4 separate regions of the Mus musculus genome follow, and regions 1, 2 and 4 are each linked to region 3. Evidence: chromatin contacts called from public HiChIP or PLAC-seq and promoter capture Hi-C data. All regions are on one chromosome and are shown on one strand. Each heading gives the region's core, a stretch centred on a gene start, on an enhancer-like site or on the middle of the called end of the contact. The rest is flanking DNA. Distances are from core to core; before and after follow the strand shown.

Region 1 (2,710 bases), core at 190-2,689, 1.4 Mb after region 3:
AAAGTCAACATCAAAGAGATAAAATCCCAAGGACATATTGAATAGAATATTTGGGTCCTTGTTGATTGTTTCTACAGCAAAAACCATTGCCAATATGTGCTGATAATGTTTAGGTAGATTGCTAGGAGGAAAAATTAGAAAGACCATTTTGTGTTCTTTTTTAATATTAATTTTTAATTAAAATATAATTATATCCTTTACCTTGTGCTCATTTATCCACCCAGTGCCTCTCATGCTACCTCTCAAATTCTGGATTTTTACTTATAAAAGTCTAAGTCATATAAAAATATACATGATATACCAAGAAACAAGCAGGATATTCTATATTTAAAATGTGAAGAAATTAGTCTTAAGAAAGAAGATTCATAGTACAACTTATCAAATTCAATTTTTTTGAATTTTTTTTTTGAGACAGAGTCTCACTTATTCAGCCCAGGCTGAAATTAAACTCAGTATATAGACTAGGTTAAACTCAGGCTCACAGAACTGCCTCTGATTCTCAAGTTCTGGGATTAAAGGTTTGTACTACCACATACTGTGAAAAGTAAAACTTTCAATTTTTACTGTGCGATTGTGTATGAGAAATTTAAATAGAAGAGTAAAGCATGTGGGAAATAGCAAACATTCAAAGTTAATCTTTCAGGAAGTATTTAAAAATAGGATGAACCTCAGGAAAGTACACAGTGGTTGATCAACCATAGCAATTTAAAAACTGTCAAGTACATTGAAACATGATAAATAAAATATTTTCTGTATACTACACTAAATAACTACAAAGAAAAATTGTTCTTAACTACAAATTATTTTCAACATATTCATATTTAAAAGAATTCAACATGAGTAGGGGAGAGATGCACAGAGCGCCAGTCATGGTTGAGTAGCTATTGGCATTTGGTGGCTACTGGGGAAGGGAGAGGCTGTTTCCTTAGGAGGTTTGTCCTAGTAGCTTACCTAGACTCTAGATGATGTCTTATACGTCTAGAGTACTGGCATGCCTAAATTAAATTACTAAAGTAAAAAGTGAGAAAATGAGGAAAAGAGAGAAACAGAGACATAGAGACAAACAGACAGAGAGATAGAGGGACAGAGACAGAGAGACCCCATAAAGTTGAAGGCAGGATACATTGGAGGGGAAGCGGTAGAGATGGGAGAGATCAACATATATTTTATATGAGTATGAAATCCTGAAACAATAATTTTTTAAAGAGAGAAGACAAACACTTACAAATAACTACCATATGTCATATTCATTGTCTCATTAAAGCAAAATTCAGTTCTGTCTTCTCGACCAGTCACTCTAAGGGAAAAGAATCCTCCAATAAGAAAATCCCCATCTTGATTGTAGCCAGGAGAATCAGGTACACTTATGTAGAAACAAGACATTTTTTCCTGGAATGAAATGAGAACAATCACTAGAGAGAAGGCAATGAGTAATTTCATAATAACATTGATAAATAATTGATAAAACCAAGATAACTGTTCAGTTAAGAACCTTGGACTAATCAACATGAACAAATGGATAAAATATGTGGCTGTCTGGTCTGTGTTGATCAAATTTATAAAGCATTGTTTTGTCCTGATACAGACCCACCAGTATTCAAACACTCCCTCAGTTCCAGGGAGTATAATTTGTGTTGCACCTACTAGATTGTGTCCCCTTCACAGAGTTGCTGTGAGTCTCCAAGGAATCATGAACCTGTCACTGGGCACCTGGGAATTCTGGGTCTCGGCAGGAAAACATGCAATTAAGAACAAGTGTGAAGTCCTCTCAAACACCTGTGGGGTGTTTGCACTCAGTAAGCTGAGGATTCTCAAGGTCCCAAGGTAAAGAGACACTAACCAGTGGAAACATAATAATGTCATGATGGGTCATCTAAAGGAGACATCAAAGGACTCAGTGTTTGAGGGCAAAAAGGCTGGACTCTCAATCATTTAACATCAGTGTCATCTTACAGTGTTCTGTAAGGAAAGAAAAAGCCTTACCCTAGAAAACATTTCTAGACACTATACTGGGTCAAATATCAGCTTGGGTATGCTTTTTATTGGATATTTTATTCATTTTATTCATATTTATTCACTTACATTTCAAATGTTATCCCTCTTTCCTGTTTTTCCCTCTGCAACTCCCCTATATCATTCCCCTCCTCCTGCTTGTATGAGGGTGCTCCCCCAAGGACAACTCACTCCCAGGTCACCTCCCTATCATTTCCAAACACTGGGGAATGGAGTCTTCACGGGTCCAAGGGATTCTCTTACTCTTGATGCCAGGCCAAGCCATATTTTGCTACATGTGCTGCTGCAATCATGGGGGGCAATGGGGAGTCCTTCCTTGTGTACTCTTTGGTTTGGTGATTTAGTTCCTGGGAGTTCTGGGGTGACTGGTTGGTTGATATTGTTGTTCTTTCTATGGCGCTACAAACCCCTTCACCTCCTTCAGTCCTTTTTCTATCTCCTACATTGGGGTCCAAGAGCTCAGTCCAATGGATGACTGTGAGCATCCACATCTGTATTTGTCAGGCTCTTTCAGAATCTCTCAGGAGAGAGTAAGAACAGATTCCTGACAGCAAGCTCTTCTTGGCATCCACAATACTGACTGGGTTTGGTGACCATATATGAGATGAATCTCCAGGTAGGGCATCTCTAGATGGCCTTTCCTTCAGTTTTTGCTTCAATATTTTCCTCTGTATTTCCATTACACAGGAGCCATTCT
Region 2 (2,714 bases), core at 29-2,528, 1.4 Mb after region 3:
AATGATTAAGGGACCTGAGTTCAGGGACAGCTAAGTTCCACAAAAAGCCAAAAGAAACACCAGCAGCCAACAATAGTACTGATTTTAAAAAATCAACAGAGCTTTTAAAATAGAATACCAAATAAGTCCATTTTCCCAGTTCCTCTAGATACATTTTTTTTTTTTGCTATTGAAAATAAAAATATCAACATTTCCTTTTCTAAATAGGTGCTATCAAAATTTTGGAGTGGGGTGGGTAAATGTTTTATTGTTTGAGAATTTTATATACAAAAAAAGGTGGTTTGATCAAGCCCACCCACTACTGTTCACGCCCTAATCTCATGTTCACTTTTAAAAACCATGGGTCAGTATTGTATGAATATAGGGTCATTCACTGGCCTATCAGAGGCAAGAACAACAGAAGGAGGAGGAGAGGGAGGAGGAGGACGAAGAGGGGGAGGAGGGGGAGGAGGGAGAAGAACAGTGTCCCTTCTGTCAGCCATCAACAACCTCCTACAGTAGCATCTGAGCTAGGGTTGTGACGCTGTGTTCCCGCCACATCCCTGCTGGAATTTCACCTGACTGGATGGTGTGCATGCAGCCACAACCACTGTGAGTTTATGTGTGCACTAGCCCAGTCATGTCCAGAAAATGCTACTATGAAGCAGTCCTCTGTGATTTTTACCTCTTATAATCTTTCTTCCGCCTCTGCTGTGATGTGATGTTCCTGAGCTGGGGGCGGGGGGCAGTAGGTGTGATACAGGTGTCCCATTTGTGGTTGAACAGTCCACACTGTCTTGTTCACTTCACCTTGACCGGTTGTGGGTCTCTGAATTGACTGACATCTACTGCAAGCGGAACCTTCTCTGACGAGGGTTGAGGGATGCGCTTACAGATGGGTATGAAGAAGAGTATCTAGAAGGCAGTTTAACCGTGTGCAGATTCAGCGATCAGAAAGTGGTTAGCTGCTCTATCAGCCATTTTGGTTTTGGCAAGTGTCAGCTATGGGGTTGGTAGAGCCATGTGCCAGCAGATGCAGCAAAACAACTCACTTAACACAACTTTCACAGGGCATCTGTTGCTTAGGAGATATTCAATCTTGTCGGCTTTTCTCTTCCTGCCAATAACAACATCTGGGTCCCTCTCTGCAGGGAAAGCCACCTCTAGACTCTTCCATTCTGGGCCTGGGGTAGGTCTTTTGTTAGAGGGAAAGAGAGGGCAGCACTTAGCTTGAGTCCAGTCGTGAAGGTTCTTTGTTAACTTCCTGTGTGGGAACCCACTGAAAGAGACGATGGAGATCCACCACTGGGTGGCGCACTGCCTTCAAGTCATTACCTCACACCCAAACTAGGTCTGTGCATGTGTACAGTGAACCTGCATTAAACAGGACCTCAAATAAGACAAGAGTTTATCTTTCACATCAGTTTAATCCAAAAAGAAAAGTCTTCCCACCCCTCCATAGCAATGCTATCTATGTCAATGCTTGTTAGTGATTAAAAAAATTATCATGAAAAAGAGTCTAAATAGCATTGAGATTAGGGTAGAACCAAGGTTATTGGATCTAAGGTAATTAGAGGTTTTGTTTTGCATTTTATATCATATTTCCTATTACAGAAGACAGGATAAAATTTAAACATCAGATCAGAAGTGTTTGAAATTGAATTGAGTATTTTAGGCTGTGAGAGGCCAGTCAGTGCTTGCAAGGGTGGGCCAGGGTGTATTTGCCCTCCTGACTGGAATAACTGGTGCCATCTCCTACAAGTGTGGCCCAGAACCCCCAAGCTACTTCTTAAAATACAAGTTAGATCCCAACTTCCAGGTTTCATGGTGTTTTTATAGTTTGCTTCCTCTGGCTTTAGAATGTCTGTGCAGCATGGTTCAATGTGTAAATTCTGCAGTCAGTGGTTCTTGATAACATTACTCCACACACATCTGAAAATATGTCCTGACACTTTTGTAGACAAGGCTGGGAGAGGGAAATTCTATTGAGAGGGTCAGGAGCTGTTCAGTGTAAGACTGTCACCCTGATAACAGTGTCCTTGGAGGAGTCAGCTTTGAGCCCAGGGAAGGGGTCCCCTGAATGAGCATGGAGGGCATCTACTTATGCTCCTCCTTTAGGTGGTACCAGACATGGATAAACATGTTGATATGATTTACAATAAAAATACAGATGTTCAGCATGTTAAAATTTAAGAGTCCACCTTCAGCTGGACAGTCCCAAGGGTACTTTCAAGCAGTGTCTCTGAACATCAAGTAATCAGACCAGCAGCAAAATCTCGAGATGATAATTTCTTTAACTACCTGCCCACATTTTGATTCATTTTACTGAAATTACTAGAAATGACAAAGAAAGTATTGTATGCAAGTACCAAATAAAGTCAAATGTATTTGTGTAAGAAAAAAAAATACAGATGTTCTAGTGAGTTCAAATTCTGCTACCTTGCACGATAATAACATCTACAGCATGATTAAATTAGTAACACTTTACCTCTCAAAGAATACAACTTTATAAAGATACAGTGAGTCTGTATTGCATATTATTTGCCATTAGTTGACCTGACTGAAAAAGCACCTAAGACAGAGAAAATTTTTAAATTACCCCAGAATGATTGCCTTCCTGCCGTCTTTCCCTGTTAATCATTCCACGGTCACTTTAGACAAGGGCAGACATCAAGGATATTAGCAACTGCACTGTTCCCAAGGCATTGACCAGATGTGAGTGGCACTGACCTTAA
Region 3 (2,882 bases), core at 310-2,809:
ACTGACTGGCAATTTGAGAATGACATGTTTTCCCAGTTTAAGCCAACAATGTACTAGAGGTTTAGACCCTGGCTCTAAGGCCATTTGGGTTCAACACCTGACACAAAGTAACACTACGAATTGCATAATGGTGCGAATTACATGAACTCAGACACAAACAATATCTTCAAGCTGTAGTTACACTCTAAAGGCCTGATACTGCTGCATGGAATTGCCAGTAAGAATCAAGTGTGATAACACACGGAGAGTGTGAAGCCTTAATGCAGACGTTGTATGTGTAATGTGGTTATATGTACAAGAATGTAAGTAAATGGCAGTAGGCATATATTTAGCCAGAAGACAAATGACATCTCTTTCTACAGGGAGTCATCAAACTGTCATCTTTTTGAGCAATTCAAATATCAAGTGAACAATTTCTTTTGTCTTATCATTTTATAATAGAACACAATTGGAGAAAAGTAAGCCAGAGGGTGATATACCTAAGAGTTTGTACTGGAATAGCATGACTGGGGAGGTAAGAGATGGGCTAACCTGGTTCTATTTCCTGTCCCAGGATGGAGATTATTCTGTAAGAAGTAGAGGGATGTGCTGAGAGCCCATTCTATCTCCCTGTGGCACTCAGGATAACATAGTCTATAGAAATGTCACTTGACTTTAGCACAAAGGTAAAAAAAAATGACATTTTATAAGGGAAATGAATAATCATGCTTTGAACCCTTTGTGTACTAGACCATTTTAAAAAGCAACTCGTAAATCATTTCCTTTGGTGACTGCGACATCCATATTAGTAGGCAGGCCAGAGTATCATAGTCCCTTCTTCACAGGCTATGCTTCCAGAAACTAGGGCCTTGCACAAGTTTGCAGAGCCGAAACTAACACAAGACCCCATTTCCCGATGCTCATTTCTCTATAACAGACTCATTTATCTTTTTATACATCCTCGATCCAATCTTTCACTGACCTCCAGGATAAGAGTAAACTTTAACTTCACGCCCGGCCCTATAACCCTTTATAAGCTGTCTGGAAGAGAAAGAGAGGAGCCATCAAATGCGTTTCTGAGAAAACTGGGAATACTTGTCTTAGGCGTAGACCACAGCACAATGAGAGGTGTGTGTGGCCCTTAGCGTGGACGCTGGCATCGCCAGTGCCCGGGACGGAGGGTCGGCGACCCGTGGGCTGCGGGGCTCCGCGCTCCTCCTTAACCCGCGCCGGGAGGCGGCGGCCGCGGCGGCGGGAGGGGGAGGGGCGCGGAGCGCGGCGCCGAGGCCGGGGAGGAGCCGGGGCCTGCAGCGGAGCTGAGCCGAGCCCGAGCCGAGCCCCGACGCGCTCCGTCCGCCTGCCGGCTCCTGGCTGCCCCGACCGGTCGGAGCCTCAGAGGTGGCAGCGCGGGGAGCCCCACGCTCCGGGAAGCGCGGCGGACGGGGGACGTGACCCGGGAGGCGCTGCCGCCCGGCAGCGGGTGACGGGAGCCCGGACCGCGGCCTCCGGGACCCTGCTGTCCAGGCCGGCCGGCCAGGCGGGCGGGAGCCGGAGTGCGAGGACCCCACCCTCGGGACACCCTGTGCCGGGACCTGCTCCCTCTCCCTTGGGAGGGAGGACCCTCCCTACTCCCCGGACAGCCAGAAGAGATCGCCGCAGGGCACGCGGCTGTCCCTCCCACGGTGGCTCCAGCGGAGACCCCCAGAAGTCGGGAAGGGTAGTGAGACCTGAAGGACCCGGAGTGAGACCTCCCTCACGCCTCAGCGCACTCCAGACAGTTTGGGACTTTTGAGGCAGAGAGAAAGGGAGCCATGCCTGTGGAGTAGGCACCCCGCATCCCACCCGGGACTCACCGCGGAGAGGCGTCCTGATACGCACAAGCCAGGACCCTCCAGGGAACCGCCAGGAATTGGTTCCAGTTTGCTGGAGAGTAGAAGACCTCGCCCCTCAACTTCCGTGCACCTAGACAGTGGACCGGGGCAGAGCCCCTCCACTCAGATCTCCAACTGACAGAAAGAGCCCTCAGCCCCTGAAAGATCCAGTTTGGGGGGGGAGGGGGATTCCCCCAAAGGGGAGGAGACAACTCCTGGCTGGGAGAGGCTCCTCCCCTCCTCCCTAGGGTAGCAGGCAGGGGGTGGGGGGTGTGCCATCTTCCCCAGGTAGGTCCTCCCTCTCCCCCTCCTCCTCCTTCGACTCCTCTTCCTCAGGGGACTCAGTTCCCTGCTCCAGCCTGGGAGGCTCCGCCAGGCACTGGAAGAGTCACTGAGGATGCCACCTGTCACCTGCCTCTGAAGAGGGGAATCCCTGCAACCTCAAACTTCTGTACCAGGTGGTTTCCTCCAGCGGCGGGGGGAGCCTTGGAGACAGGTTAGTGCTTTCCGTTCTGTAGTCTTTAGACACCAGGAGGTGTGGGGAGCGGAAATGGTGGAGCTTAGGGTTCATTCGAAGGGAAGAAGAAAGACCCCTGGGAAATGTCTTCCGATGGAACTTTTGCACTGGAACCCACATGTTGCTTCAGAGACTCTGAGAAATGGCCTTTTAAGATTTTGGAGTCCAAAGGGTTGGGTCATTTGCAGCCCCTAGAGAAGTTGATGCTTTGGACTGAGAACAGACAACAGGTGCGTTTTCAGGACGCCATGGTGTTAGTAACTCAGGACACAGCACAGTCAGAATCCCACAGCACTGTCCATCTTTGGGTCTTGTCCTCTGGTGACTGGACCTGCAGTAAATGACCTGCAGTCGTGGGGGCATTTTATGGATTGTATTGTATCGTCCAGGGCATGCCTAAGTCAGTTTAATATTCAACAGACGTCTTCTTTCCAGTCTATTACAATGACTGCTTGCCTGACTGGCGACAGGTCCCCGCCCACTCTGTCTTGGATACCAGGAGGGAGGCCCCTTTT
Region 4 (2,951 bases), core at 406-2,905, 1.6 Mb after region 3:
AGAAGAGACCTCATAAAAAAAATGTCAAGGCCCCTTCCCTCTTCTGACAAGCCCAAAGTCAGTTTCCAGGTTGTATTAATAAGCCTCTAGCCTAGGCCTGGACGAGGTAAGAGGGAATCAGATGAACCATGAGCGAAGACATTGACACACATTTACAGGATGCCCCTGCCAGAGTTCCACCCTTGGCTAGAACAATTCTCTCCTCTAATGTAGCTCCTAAGGACATGGAAGGGGTGAGGCAGATCTTGGTTCCTGAGGGATGGAAGCACCTTAAGAATTCTGACTAGGGGACTAGAGAGATAGCTCAGTGGTTAAGAGCATTGGCTGCTCTTCCAGAGGCCCCAGGTTCACTTCACAGCACCCACAGGACACCTCAGTACAAGGTGTCACTCCAACCTGAGAGATCCGAAGGCCTTTGCCGGCACTGCACAACTATGTTATGTAGACATATACATAAAACACCCATATACATCAAAATAAATGTTTTACAAAGGAAATGTTGGCTAGTATACAGTGGGGCGCAGACAGCTCTGGTCTGTGGCCACATGATACGCAATAGTCTGTGACCTTTAACTCCACAGTGTAACCGCAGGACAGCCCAGCTGCAACCTTCCACAGGTCTGACAGGAGCCTAGAAATTGTGCCCAGGTACTACAGGTCACAGAGCCCTCTTCCAATATATCTGAAGCACATGCTTCAGGGAATTTATGGAGAAGTTGAGGCAGAGAGGGGAGAACACGGGAACTCTGGCTCCTAAATTGCATGATCCAGCCACTAGATGGCAGTATGTCTGAAAACTGCCCTCCAGACCATAATAACTGCGGTGGGGTGGGGTGGGGTGGGGTGGGGATGGGGAAGAACTGCCTTCCCAGAGGACCCAGCAGTACCTACCGAATAGCCACAGTGGCAAACATTAGCCCTGGGTGATAGCGATTAGTTCATAACAATTCCATCGGTCAGGTCCTGTTATCCCTCTAATATCTAATAATCTAGACTAATAAATACTAAGATGCTAATCTATATCTAATAAACACTTACACCTTGACCTTACCCACAATTTTTCGGCTGAAGAATGCAAAAGTCATCCCATTACAATATAAAGCTCAGCAAAGTTGTCCTTTAAAAGACTAGCTGGGAAATAATCTCTCTCTTTTGGAAATACGCAATCTCTGTCTCAGCTATTCTCCTGCCTGAACCCTGTAAAAGCAGCCATGAACATCAGGGAAAACAGCAAGCCAGATTTGGCCAGAAGGCATAGGTTCGTCATATTTATTTTGCAAGAACTTGGTGAAGTAAGATAAATAGGCCAAATGAGCAGATCTCACCATTTGTCCAAGGTCATCCAAATAATTAGAATTGAGTCAGAATGTCAGCCCCACCTTATATATTAGCATAAACAAGATCAAAACTCCCAAACCCTGACAACTCATCTTCACAGCGTGTAACAGAACGGGAAACCTGACTCTGGTCCAAGTTCTTCTACCAACATGATCTTCAACAGGTCAGCTGTCCTCTCTTGGGACTCCGAGAGGGAGAGCGGAACATGAAATGAGAAAGGTGTGGCTAGCTCTAGTGATGTCTTAAGATAAAGAACGACACCGACTCTGTTCTATGATCAGCCCGCCTACCCAACACTCACTTGACAGCGGTGGTGAGGCGCAGGGGCCTGACGCCGGGTGTGGCAAAGCGCAGAGTGTTCATGTAAGCCACATGCTGCAGGGCATGGTTGAAGGTCTCCACATCATCCCCCTCCAGGGTGAGCAGGGACTGCGAGGGGTTCACGTGGACCTGGGTCCCAGACACAGACATAGCTGAGAGCAAGACCAGGAGGCAGGAGAGGAAAGGTGCAGAACTGTAAAGGAGTCGAGGGGGGGTCGGGGCCAGGGCCATGCCGGGAAAGAGAGGGAATGGAAAGGGCTATACCTTCATGCCTTTGCCCAGGCTCTCGAAATCCCTATAGTCCAGCCCCTCCCGACATGCATAGAGGCACTCGATGACCTCACGGCTCTCCAGGCGACCTGAGCGCACGCTGAAACCAGCTAGGTAGCCATGAAAGTAGTGGTGGATCAGCAAGGGGTCTCCTAGGGCAGGAACACAGGAGCAGGGCAGGTAGTGAGAGGAGAAAAGAGGAGCAGAGGAAAGGTGGGCCGAGGTTGGGGCTGAGAGAAAAGAGAAAGGAAGACGTAGCAGGAGGCTAGAGAAAGAAAATGAAATTACAGAAATAAGAGATGAGAGGTGAGGGAGAAGTAGGAATGAGGGGTGGGATGGAGGAGACAGAAGAGACCGAATTGTTGCTTAGGATGTGTGAGGCTCTGGGTTCCATCCCGTAGCACACAGGAAGAAGAAAAGTGAGAAGGGGGCGGGGAAAAACACCATGAGGAGGAAGAGGAGGAGAGAAGGAAGAGAAGGGCAGACATGTAAAAAGCCATGAGGAGAGAGAGGAGGAGGAAACCACGGGAGGGGGAACATTAGAAACTGACAGGAAATGAGGGGACTGTAAGAGAGGGCGTCTTTCCAGGGACATGCGGGGAGACCAGGATGAATGTGTGTGAGCTCCATAGATGCCTAGACTGGCCACTCTGGCTCCCTGCTTTTTGCTATTGGAAAGTCAGCAAGAGAAATGGTACTACAGTCTCTAAGCGGGGGCCTGGGGGGTGGGGGGAACACGCAGAATCCAGCCAAGCTATATACCCAGCCTTCTTGCTCCAAGGAGAACCTGCCTTGGCTTAGAGACTGTATACCATGGTGGCGTGTGAAGGAGAAACTAGAAAGGCTGGGTTGGGGGGCAGAAAGAGAAGCACACATAAACCAGTTGAGGTTAGAACTCTGGTCTCCAATTCTCACCCACGGTGTACCTGAGGCTGTGTCTGTACTGTTCTCTCCCCCCTTCTTCTCTTTGTTCTTCTCTTCTGCAAACGAAGAAAAAAAAGCGCAGCAGTGAGCTGGGAGCT

The links. Promoter capture Hi-C pulls out the DNA fragments that hold promoters and counts their contacts. HiChIP or PLAC-seq counts read pairs in DNA pulled down with a chosen protein or histone mark.
Region 1: a contact with region 3 is called in a promoter capture Hi-C map of pre-B cells, with 5 times the contacts expected there. The contact joins the promoter of Vmn2r27 here to the promoter of Foxj2 in region 3. A contact is called at or near these places in 1 of 39 promoter capture datasets (pre-B cells) and 1 of 115 datasets of contacts at active chromatin or transcription factors (large pre-B cells).
Region 2: a promoter capture Hi-C map of the HPC-7 cell line shows a contact between it and region 3. The contact joins the enhancer-like site here to the promoter of Foxj2 in region 3. A contact is called at or near these places in 17 of 39 promoter capture datasets (the 3T3-L1 cell line, 3T3-L1-derived adipocytes, the HPC-7 cell line and 10 more), 2 of 15 datasets of contacts at CTCF or cohesin (large pre-B cells and stem cell-derived epiblast-like cells), 10 of 115 datasets of contacts at active chromatin or transcription factors (DN3 thymocytes, astrocytes, embryonic forebrain and 7 more) and 2 of 9 other capture datasets (embryonic stem cells and liver).
Region 4: an H3K27ac HiChIP or PLAC-seq map of acute myeloid leukemia shows a contact between it and region 3, with 5 times the contacts expected there. The contact joins the enhancer-like site here to the promoter of Foxj2 in region 3. A contact is called at or near these places in 8 of 39 promoter capture datasets (cranial neural crest, embryonic stem cells, hippocampal neurons and 5 more), 9 of 115 datasets of contacts at active chromatin or transcription factors (VIP interneurons, acute myeloid leukemia, embryonic forebrain and 2 more) and 1 of 9 other capture datasets (embryonic stem cells).

What each region holds. Positions count from the first base shown.
Region 1 is chr6:124,230,345-124,233,054 of GRCm38.p6, forward strand. It overlaps Vmn2r27 (vomeronasal 2, receptor27), which reads right to left and starts at 1,440. Exons shown (of 6, transcript NM_001104642.1): 1 at 1,226-1,440; 2 at 1-121. The coding sequence starts at 1,440.
Region 2 is chr6:124,261,608-124,264,321 of GRCm38.p6, forward strand. No RefSeq gene overlaps it. Among named protein-coding and RNA genes, the nearest start is that of Vmn2r27, 31 kb to the left of the region's middle. Within about 2 kb of position 1,279, at least 6 of the 459 cell types and tissues checked have an H3K27ac peak or open chromatin away from gene starts, as enhancers often do. A contact at or near this core is called in the HPC-7 cell line, where this site is marked.
Region 3 is chr6:122,818,625-122,821,506 of GRCm38.p6, forward strand. Foxj2 (forkhead box J2) reads left to right here and starts at 1,560. Exons shown (of 11, transcript NM_021899.3): 1 at 1,560-2,346.
Region 4 is chr6:124,447,851-124,450,801 of GRCm38.p6, forward strand. Clstn3 (calsyntenin 3) reads right to left here. Exons shown (of 18, transcript NM_153508.4): 10 at 2,856-2,909; 11 at 1,924-2,081; 12 at 1,640-1,788. Among named protein-coding and RNA genes, the nearest start is that of Clstn3, 15 kb to the right of the region's middle. Within about 2 kb of position 1,656, at least 20 of the 459 cell types and tissues checked have an H3K27ac peak or open chromatin away from gene starts, as enhancers often do. A contact at or near this core is called in acute myeloid leukemia, liver and pre-B cells, where this site is marked.